2 separate regions of the Gossypium hirsutum genome follow, and region 1 is linked to region 2. A link is a contact called in public Hi-C data. All regions are on one chromosome and are shown on one strand. Each heading gives the region's core, a stretch centred on a gene start, on an enhancer-like site or on the middle of the called end of the contact. The rest is flanking DNA. Distances are from core to core; before and after follow the strand shown.

Evidence for each region. A called contact is a pair of places that touch in the nucleus more often than the background predicts.
Region 1: a contact with region 2 is called in a Hi-C map of leaf, with 2.4 times the contacts expected there. The contact joins the promoter of LOC107901777 here to the enhancer-like site in region 2. A contact is called at or near these places in 4 of 34 Hi-C or Micro-C datasets (callus, leaf and petal).

What each region holds. Positions count from the first base shown.
Region 1 is chrD06:41,847,669-41,851,809 of Gossypium_hirsutum_v2.1, forward strand. LOC107901777 (pentatricopeptide repeat-containing protein At3g13160, mitochondrial) reads right to left here and starts at 1,403. Exons shown (of 1, transcript XM_016827922.2): 1 at 1-1,403. The coding sequence starts at 1,220. The coding sequence ends at 96.
Region 2 is chrD06:41,514,796-41,519,292 of Gossypium_hirsutum_v2.1, forward strand. It overlaps LOC121218541 (a long non-coding RNA gene), which reads left to right. Exons shown (of 2, transcript XR_005914922.1): 2 at 1-1,224. Among protein-coding and RNA genes, the nearest start is that of LOC121218541, 3.6 kb to the left of the region's middle. Within about 2 kb of position 2,461, at least 8 of the 9 cell types and tissues checked have an H3K27ac peak or open chromatin away from gene starts, as enhancers often do. A contact at or near this core is called in leaf, where this site is marked.

The DNA.
Region 1 (4,141 bases), core at 153-2,652, 330 kb after region 2:
CTGCAAGAGGTAAAAAAACCTACTTGCTTTTAGATACTCGTTCAGACTAGATTAACTATAATGAAAGATAAAATAGCTATGGTAAAACCATGGCACTACTCTGCAGGCATTTTCAGCTTATAACGACAGAAATTATTCGTCTTAGCAAGCTTCACCAGTTCCTTTGCATCTTCAACCTTGGAGGCTTTGACCAATTCATCCACCACTCGCTGCAACAATGCAGCATCAACCAATTTCTTTCTACCAAAAATCTCCTTGCACAGCTCAATGGCAAAACTCAAATCACCCTTCTCACAAAGGAATGGAACTAACATCGTAAAAGTCAGCTTATCTGGTGCACATTCATTTTTCCCTATTTGATTATACCACTCTTTAGCTTCTTCCAATTTTCCCTCATTAACACATGCTCTAATCATATAATTGAAGGTAAACACATCAAGCTTAAGTCCTTTACTCCTCATTTCTTCAACCAAGTTAACTGCCTCTTTCATTTTCTTTTCAGTTGAAAATCCAAGCAACTTAGCATTATAACTCCTAATATCAGGCTCCACATTTTTCTCCACCATTTTACCCCATATCTTCTCCCCATCATCAAACCTTCCATTCTTAAAAAACTCATATAAAAGCGTGTTAAAAGTAATCTCATCCGGCTGCACACCCTTCTTCTCCATCTCATCAAGCATCAATCTAGCAGAATCTAAAGAACCCATCTCACAGAAAGCCTTTATAACCGTATTATAAGAAACCAAATCTGGCTCAACTGACAACCTTTCCGGCAACTCCTTGAAAAACCCATTAACCTTATCAAACTTTTTGGCATTCACGCAAGCTCCCATAAGAGCATTGAAAGACAGCAATCCTCTATTCGGCATTTCATCAAACACCTTGTAAGCTTGCTCAAACATGCCCGATTTACCATACAAATGGATTAATCTAGCACTAAAGCCTTCTTTGGAAATATCTTGGTATTTCTTCTGATCTTCTAGGACTTCTTCGATCCATTGGAAGCGCCCAGCTGAAGCAAGGCGACGAACAATATCTTCATAGATGCCGCTTCGTCTGCGGAAGCGGCTGTATTCGCAAGATTTCTTGAACTTTTCAACGAGACGCTTGAGGTCCCGCTCTTTGTAGAGATCCTCCGAGAATTTCCGAACGGAGTCGGGCTGTGGATTTGGGGTTGTGGAGAAGGCGCGGCGGAGGACGCGAGTTAGAGATGACATTTTTAGGGGTTTAAGGACGCGTGTAGCCGTACGGGTGTAGAATGAGGGGTTTAGCGTAAGAAGCTTTCGGTTTTATTGTTGGTTTTCCTTTTAGTTTAAAAAAAAACGGAATTAGATTAATATCCGGAATAAATCCGGATTCAAATTAGAATAGTTTTTGAAGAGAGACTTCACATGTGATAAATTTTTCTCAAGGGTAGAATCGAATTTGGGCCATCAATATATTATTTTTGTTTTAATATTAGTATCTATAGATACAAGTGTTCATTGATATTTTTAAATATTTTTTCACATATATATAATATAACTTTTAGTTTCTTAATAAATTATATAATATATATAGGTAAAATTAGATGTATATGCCAAATTTAAAGAAAAATTAGGGATTTAGTCTATTTTTCTCGAAAATTAAGAAAATAGGTCATTTTAAAGAGAGAGGACAAAAACATGCCTTATAAAACGCGCTTTCAAGTGACGTGGAGTAGAGAGGTTGAAAACGCGTGCGTTTTAACCATGTGGTGTCGCCCCGTCCCAAAATCGGATTTCAAAAAAAGCCTTATATAAACCATTGGATTCCCAAAGGTTAAAAAATCTCAACTGTTGATTTTCTAACCGTTGTGACCAACAACTAGTTCACAAACAGCCATTTCTTTCTCCAATAGTCATTTTCTTTTTCGTATATATACCCTGCCTATTGTTATTTCTTTTCATTTAATCTTATTCTCTCAATTCCCTTAATTCCTTTATTCTCAAATTTTCTCATTCAATTTCTTTCAAATTCTTGTTCTCTCAATTTTCTATTTTGTAATTTCTTTGATTTTATTTTATTTTCATAATTTTAAAAAATTTTAAAATGTCAATGCGTCTAATTCATTTGAATTACAAACACATTTCTGGTGTCCAATTACAAATGGTAAGAAATTATTACTATATTTGCATTTGAATTAATATAATTATTAAGTTGTTAATATTATTTTTTTAATTTTTTATGTTTATGTAATCAGGATGAATATTGGATTATCAAGACTTATGACTTACCATAAATCGTAGTGGCAATTTAAGTCCCTTTCGACACTTAACGAGCATGTTTTTTAGTTGTTTTATGTTTATTTATTGTATTTTTCAGTATTAGTAGCTTAGATCTAAATATTAGCAAAATAAATATTTTTACATATGTTTTAAGTGTTTCAACAACATGTTAGGCCAACTTGGGCCTCGGGAATGATTAATGGGTTATTTGAGTGTGTAAGGTGCCATTTTAGGCCAAAGAATACAAAGAACGATGGTCGTATTGCAACAAAAATATGTTTTGTCGCGACACAAAACTTCGAAGCCAAAAACGAAATCCTAGGACGAAACAAGATGTGCGTGTTACGGCATAGGGGTGTGCATGTCGAGACATAGCTTCTACGCTACCTAAAATTCCTGTGCATGATGACTGGGATTTTTATGGCAATTACGGGTCTTTTTCCAACCTAAAACCCTAATTAACATTATAATTGAAGTGACACTTTAGTCTATTGGATTTTTACCTAGTTTTGCCTATATAAACAACCTTGTAACCTCATTAGAAGGAGAGTTGACCTAAGGAATCGCCCTAGGGAGTTTTCATACATATTTCATACTGATACGAGTTACAAAGGCTCAATCCAAGCCCAAACAAGAAGACAAACCATGCTTACTTGAAAATCAGGCTAAATTGTCAAAGTGACCCAATTTGTAAAGTTTTATTTTTTTAAATACTTAGTTTAAATTTTTATGTAAATATTCAGTCCAAGAGGCCCAATTAAAAGCCATTGGCCGAATTTCCATTTAAAATTAAAATAATTAGGAGTTTTTTTAGTTTTAGTTTTCTAATTAGATTAGAAAAATATTTGAAAAGCCTATATAAAGGCTTGGCCAGCCACCTTGTTAGAAACTTATCAATTATATCAAAAATTTCAGATTTGTTTAAGTGCAGAATTCTCTTTGAGTTTTTCTCCAAAGATTCTCTCTTGGGTTTTCTTTAGAAGTTGTTTTAACAATCTTTTGATTGTGGGAGCCATCTTCAGCCTTCTTCTTGCCATTGATATTCTTTGGAGGGGAGATTAGAGCCGTTTGAAGGGAGTTGTGAAATCTTTCGAGATTTCAAGGCTTTTTAGGACTTTAATTTAATTCTTGCTGTTCAAGTTCTTTTATTTGTTTTTTATTGTGCCGAATCTTGATCTAATCTCTTTGTTGTTCTTTGTCGCGTTTCAGATTTGTTTAAACTCCAAGAACTCTTCGTTTAATCGATCTCTTGTTGGCAGCACATAATCGATTAAAAAAAATCCCAATTTCTAGGGTTCTTGCCATACTCTTTTTGGGTGAAATTAGATTGCCGAAATTTGGGGAAAACTATCTTGGTATTCAATTGGGCAGAATCGCAATCTCCTTTAAGGTTTCAAGAACCCTTATTAACACTTATTTCTATTCTCAATTCGACTCTTTGTTGATTTGGGGATTTTATTTCAGATCTGGAAATTCAAAGTTCTAATCTTTTAATTTTCTGTTTCGTTTCAGATCTGATTGTTTAGAGCTTTCGTAGGAGTTTCCCGTGACTTGGCAACTCGATCTTGGTCCGCACGCAACCCTATATCACATACTTTTTATATAAGTTTTCATTTTTTTTCGTTTCTTTTTAGTTTTTATTTTAGTTTTCTTATGTCCGCTTAATCAAAATTTTTCTATTCCGACATGAAGACGACTGCAAGCAGAGATTGTTTCAGAATCGCGCTTCAATTATTTATCAATAAGCATTCTTTTTTCCTTTATTTGTTTATTTTGTTATTTATCTTTCGTTAACTTGATCAACTAATGTTTGTATGAATATTGGGATAAATTCTTGTGCGTATTTTATATATTGCATGCTTTAGTTATAAAACTAATTTACTGATTAAGTA
Region 2 (4,497 bases), core at 1,211-3,710:
ACTCCATTCAACCCTATCGTAAGCTTTACTCATATCTAGTTTAACGGCCATAAACCCTTTTTTTCCCCAAATTCTTCAGTTTTAACTTGTGCAGTACCTTATGAGCAAGTAAAACATTGTCTGATATCAATCGCCCCGGTACAAAAGCACGTTGGGCTTCATCAATACATTTCCCAGTAACGTTTCGGAGCCTATTAGCAATAACCTTTGCAATAATTTTATAAAGGACATTACAAAGACTGATCGGCCTAAACTGTGACATGTTAAAAGGACTCTCAACTTTGGGTATAAGCACTATATTTGTAGAATTAATTTGACTAACCTCCAATTCACCATTCAACAATCGGAGACAGTAGGCCATGACATCTTCTCCCACAATCTGCCAACATTTCTGGTAAAACACTGCTGGAAAGCCATCTTCACCTGGCGCCTTTGTTGGGCCCATACCAAAGACAGCTTCTGTAATTTCTTCCTTGGAATATGGAGCTGTGAGTCTTTGATTATCTTCCTCTTGAATACACCGCTCGACCCCTATTAATATATGATCATAATTCCCCCTACTACCTGCTGAAAATAGATTTTGAAAATAAGCCTTGCACAAACACCATCTCTCCCCCTTTTTCATTTTTTAATTTGTGAATAAAGTTTCTCTTCTTTCGGTGTGAAGCATGACTGTGAAAGAATTTTGTATTTTTATCTCCAAACTTCAACCAATTTGTTCTGACCCTTTGTTCCCAATAGCACTCGTCTTTTTCAATCTCAAAATTAAGACTTATCATTGTATCGATCAATTCAGCTAAAGTCTTATCGTCCCTTTCTGCTATAACCAATTCTTCAAGCTTTTCTGTCAGAACTCGTTTAGATCTCTTCTTGTTAAATTGGATTCTTCTAGCCCATTTTTTCAGACCTTCTTTTAAATTCGCCAATCTCTGAAGCAATTCCCTTGAAGAATTTTCCCACAAAAGTTTAACCTCATTAATAAAGGACTCCTCCATAAACCACCAGGCTTCAAATCTAAAATTACTAATCCAACCTAGATCTTCAGATTTTCTGGTATCTAAAAGAAGAGGATAGTGATCTGAAAACGTATGAGTGAAATGTTGAACTTTCACATTAGGAAACAGCATAATCCACTCTGTGTTAGCCACTCTTCTGTCGAGACGTTCTTGAATATTTGTCTCTGGTAAATTACCCCTCTCCCAAGTGAACCAGCGGCCCACAAAACCCACATCATATAGGTGACAATCTTCAAGCATTTTCCTGAATAACTCCATCCTTCTTTCATCTCTAGGTAGTCCTCATTTCTTCTCGAATCCATACATGATTTTGTTAAAATCGCCACACACCAACCATGGAATTGCCTCACCCACTGCTAATTTCTTCAAAACTTCACATGAATCGTTTCTGTCCTGTGCATATGAAGAACCATAAAAGCCTGTAAATCTCCATTTAACTCCTTTTTCTTTATCTTCAACTAACACATCAATGTGTCTTTTAGAAAAACTACGTAGTATTAAATCCGTGTCAGTTCTCCATGTTAAACATAAACCTCCTCTCGTACCCTCAGCTGCAACTTCAATCCCGTGTAAGAAACCACATCTTCTACGAACAATTTCTAACTATTTTATACTTAATTTTGTCTCCATGAAAAAGACTATTTGGGGATTATTTATCTTCAGTAAATACCGAAGTCTTTTAACCGTCCGTTGTCTCCCCAAACCACGGACGTTCCAACTTAAGATTTTCATTGCTTCCGGTCGGCTGACCTTTTGGCAGTCGCCGATGATAAAAAGGTAGTGTCCTCCATCTCAACCCTGTTCCGTTTTTCCCCTCATCCCCAATAAAAGTTTCATCTTCCACGTCATACTCTATAGCTACTTTTCCTTGAAAGGATCTTAATCTTTCCTTCCCATAACCAATAGATGATCCTCCCCCAAAGCAACCCACAAGCTAATAATCTATTCCTTCTTTTTGTGTAGATGGTTCTTCCTGGACAATCAAAATTTCTTCTTCTTCATTAATCGAAAGATTTGCTAATCCGGTCTCCATACTTGCAGGATCTGTACAAAAACGATGGAACTCGCCCGCCTTCAAGAGAACAGAGAGGGAATATTCAGAAATTGACGATCATCAAGATTTGAAACAAATAAAACACCAGAACGAAAACAACCAAAAAACCTAATAACTCATGCCAGAGGCGGCAGACAATGCGTGCTAGGGCAGCAGACTATTACTATTTCATACTCTCAATTGCATAATGACTTTTTTAGTTGTTCAACTTAATATATATGTTTCATATTAATTTCAAACTAGATATTTCATTATTTAATAGATGTTATAATGACCCAATTTTATCTGGTCCAGACAAAAATAAATAAATAGAAATAATAGAGTCCATTAACAAAAGTCCATTTACAAAATCCTAAATACCCAAGACACCTAAGTCCAAGCCCAAAAAACCTAAACTAATCAAAAAACTCTAGATCCCCTATGCGCCGCTGTTTCTGGCCATGTCAGTGAATACATTGCCTGAGGATTGCCTCCATTGCCATCATTTCACTGAAATGGCAAGGGTGCGACTCCCTATTGTCGTTGACCACCATAACGACTTGCAAGAAGAAAGAGACAGAAACAGTAACAGAAACAACAATAAAAAAAGGAAAAATAAAAATGAATATCCTGTAATATGTTCGGCTATAAAAGCCATAACAACAAATGCATCTTTTTACAGACAATCGAAAGAGAAATACAGAAAGAAACTATAATAGTTTTTTTTAAAGGTATTTTTCTTTTTTTATTTTTTCGAATATTGCATATATATATAAAAGAATACGAAAGGTTTGTTTTTACCTCTATTACTGTCGTCGGAGTCTTCTATGGCTTAGAAGGCTGCAAAACCCTTGGGGGTTCGCCTAAGGCCGCGTCAGAGGACGACTAGAAACCGAAAGGGCCATTTTTTTGTTGTTGAACTTTGACCGGAGCTAGGGATTTTGACCCCAAATTCGAATTCCCCAAAAGATAGGGACAAAAGGCTTTTTTTTGCGATCTTCGGCCATCAGAGGCAGCAGTCTCTGTTGTCGATGATCGATGGCCACAGTTGAGACTCGCCAACACCAGGGCCGGATATGGAAGGGATGAGAGAAAAAAAGGGGCCTAAAGTTTTTTTTTAAAAGAATAAGTTTAGAAATGATTTTTTTTTTAGAACTTTTTGGTATATATAAGGACCAGGATGCAATGTCGTTTTGGCTAGGCTCTAGAGGCCCCAAAATGACATCGTTTTAAACACAACCCAATGACCCAAACCAAATTCCCTTAGGATCCGTACGTTTTCAAGGGGAGGGTCTAATTGCTTATTTGACCCTCCATCTTTTTTGTTATTTTACAATTTCATCCTACAATTCATTATTTAATTTCTATTTTTTCCCTTTTATTTTACTCTTGTGCAATTTAGTCCCTTGACCCACTATTGACCCTCCGAGGGAAGGACACGTGTAATATGGGTGGGATAACTACCCATTTGGTTCTTGTTCCTTTTCGTATGTTCTATTTTAGTCCTTTTTTTTGCTTTATTTATTTATATAATTCATACTTTAAATTTCATTTAAATTTCCATTTAATCATTCATTTATTTAATTTCACCCCTTTACTTACTTTTTTTTAGCACTTAAAATTTATGATGTTTATATTCTTTTTTTATGCATTTTTTAGGTGGTTATTACATATTTTTATTTATTTATTTATTTTGGTATTATGATAGTGATATGACTATTGCTATTAGTATTATGAATTAATATTTTTATTATTATTATAGTTGCATTATTATTATGGTATTTATTTATTCATTATTTATCATTTTAATATTGATATTTTGCCCACATGGCTATTTTATATTATTTTGCTATCACTATATCATGTATCATGTTTAAATATATTTGTCCATTTTCATATTATACCCAAATAAGTTAAATGCACATAGCTTTAAATGTTACATGATTTTTACTCAATGCATAAAAAAGGATATTTTTAAAACCGAGGCAACGTTCTTTATTTAGAAATTCGAGAAGTTGTGCCTTAACTTATGGGGTTCGACTCTCTCTTTGAACCTAAATAATCGAACATCCTTTTTACAACTAAAAACACATAAGATTTAAATAATAATTAAATAATGAGCAATCTTATTTTCGAGGATTTGAAATGTCGTGCCCTAACTTATAAGACATGACCTTTTTGGGCGTTATGAGGGTGACAAAACATTAAGTAATCAACTAGGTACCAATTTTGGGCATTATGAGGGTGCTAGTCCTTCCTCATTTGTAACCGACTCCCGAACCCATTTCTTGGATTTTGTAGACCAAAAATCATTGTTTTAGTAAACCTAACATTTTATTAAAATTACTAAGTTTTGAGGTGATCCAATCACATCTAATTAAAAATGATTGGTGGTGACTCTATTTTCGTTTTTTTTAAATAAAAAAGTTGATTTCCAAAAAGGTTTCG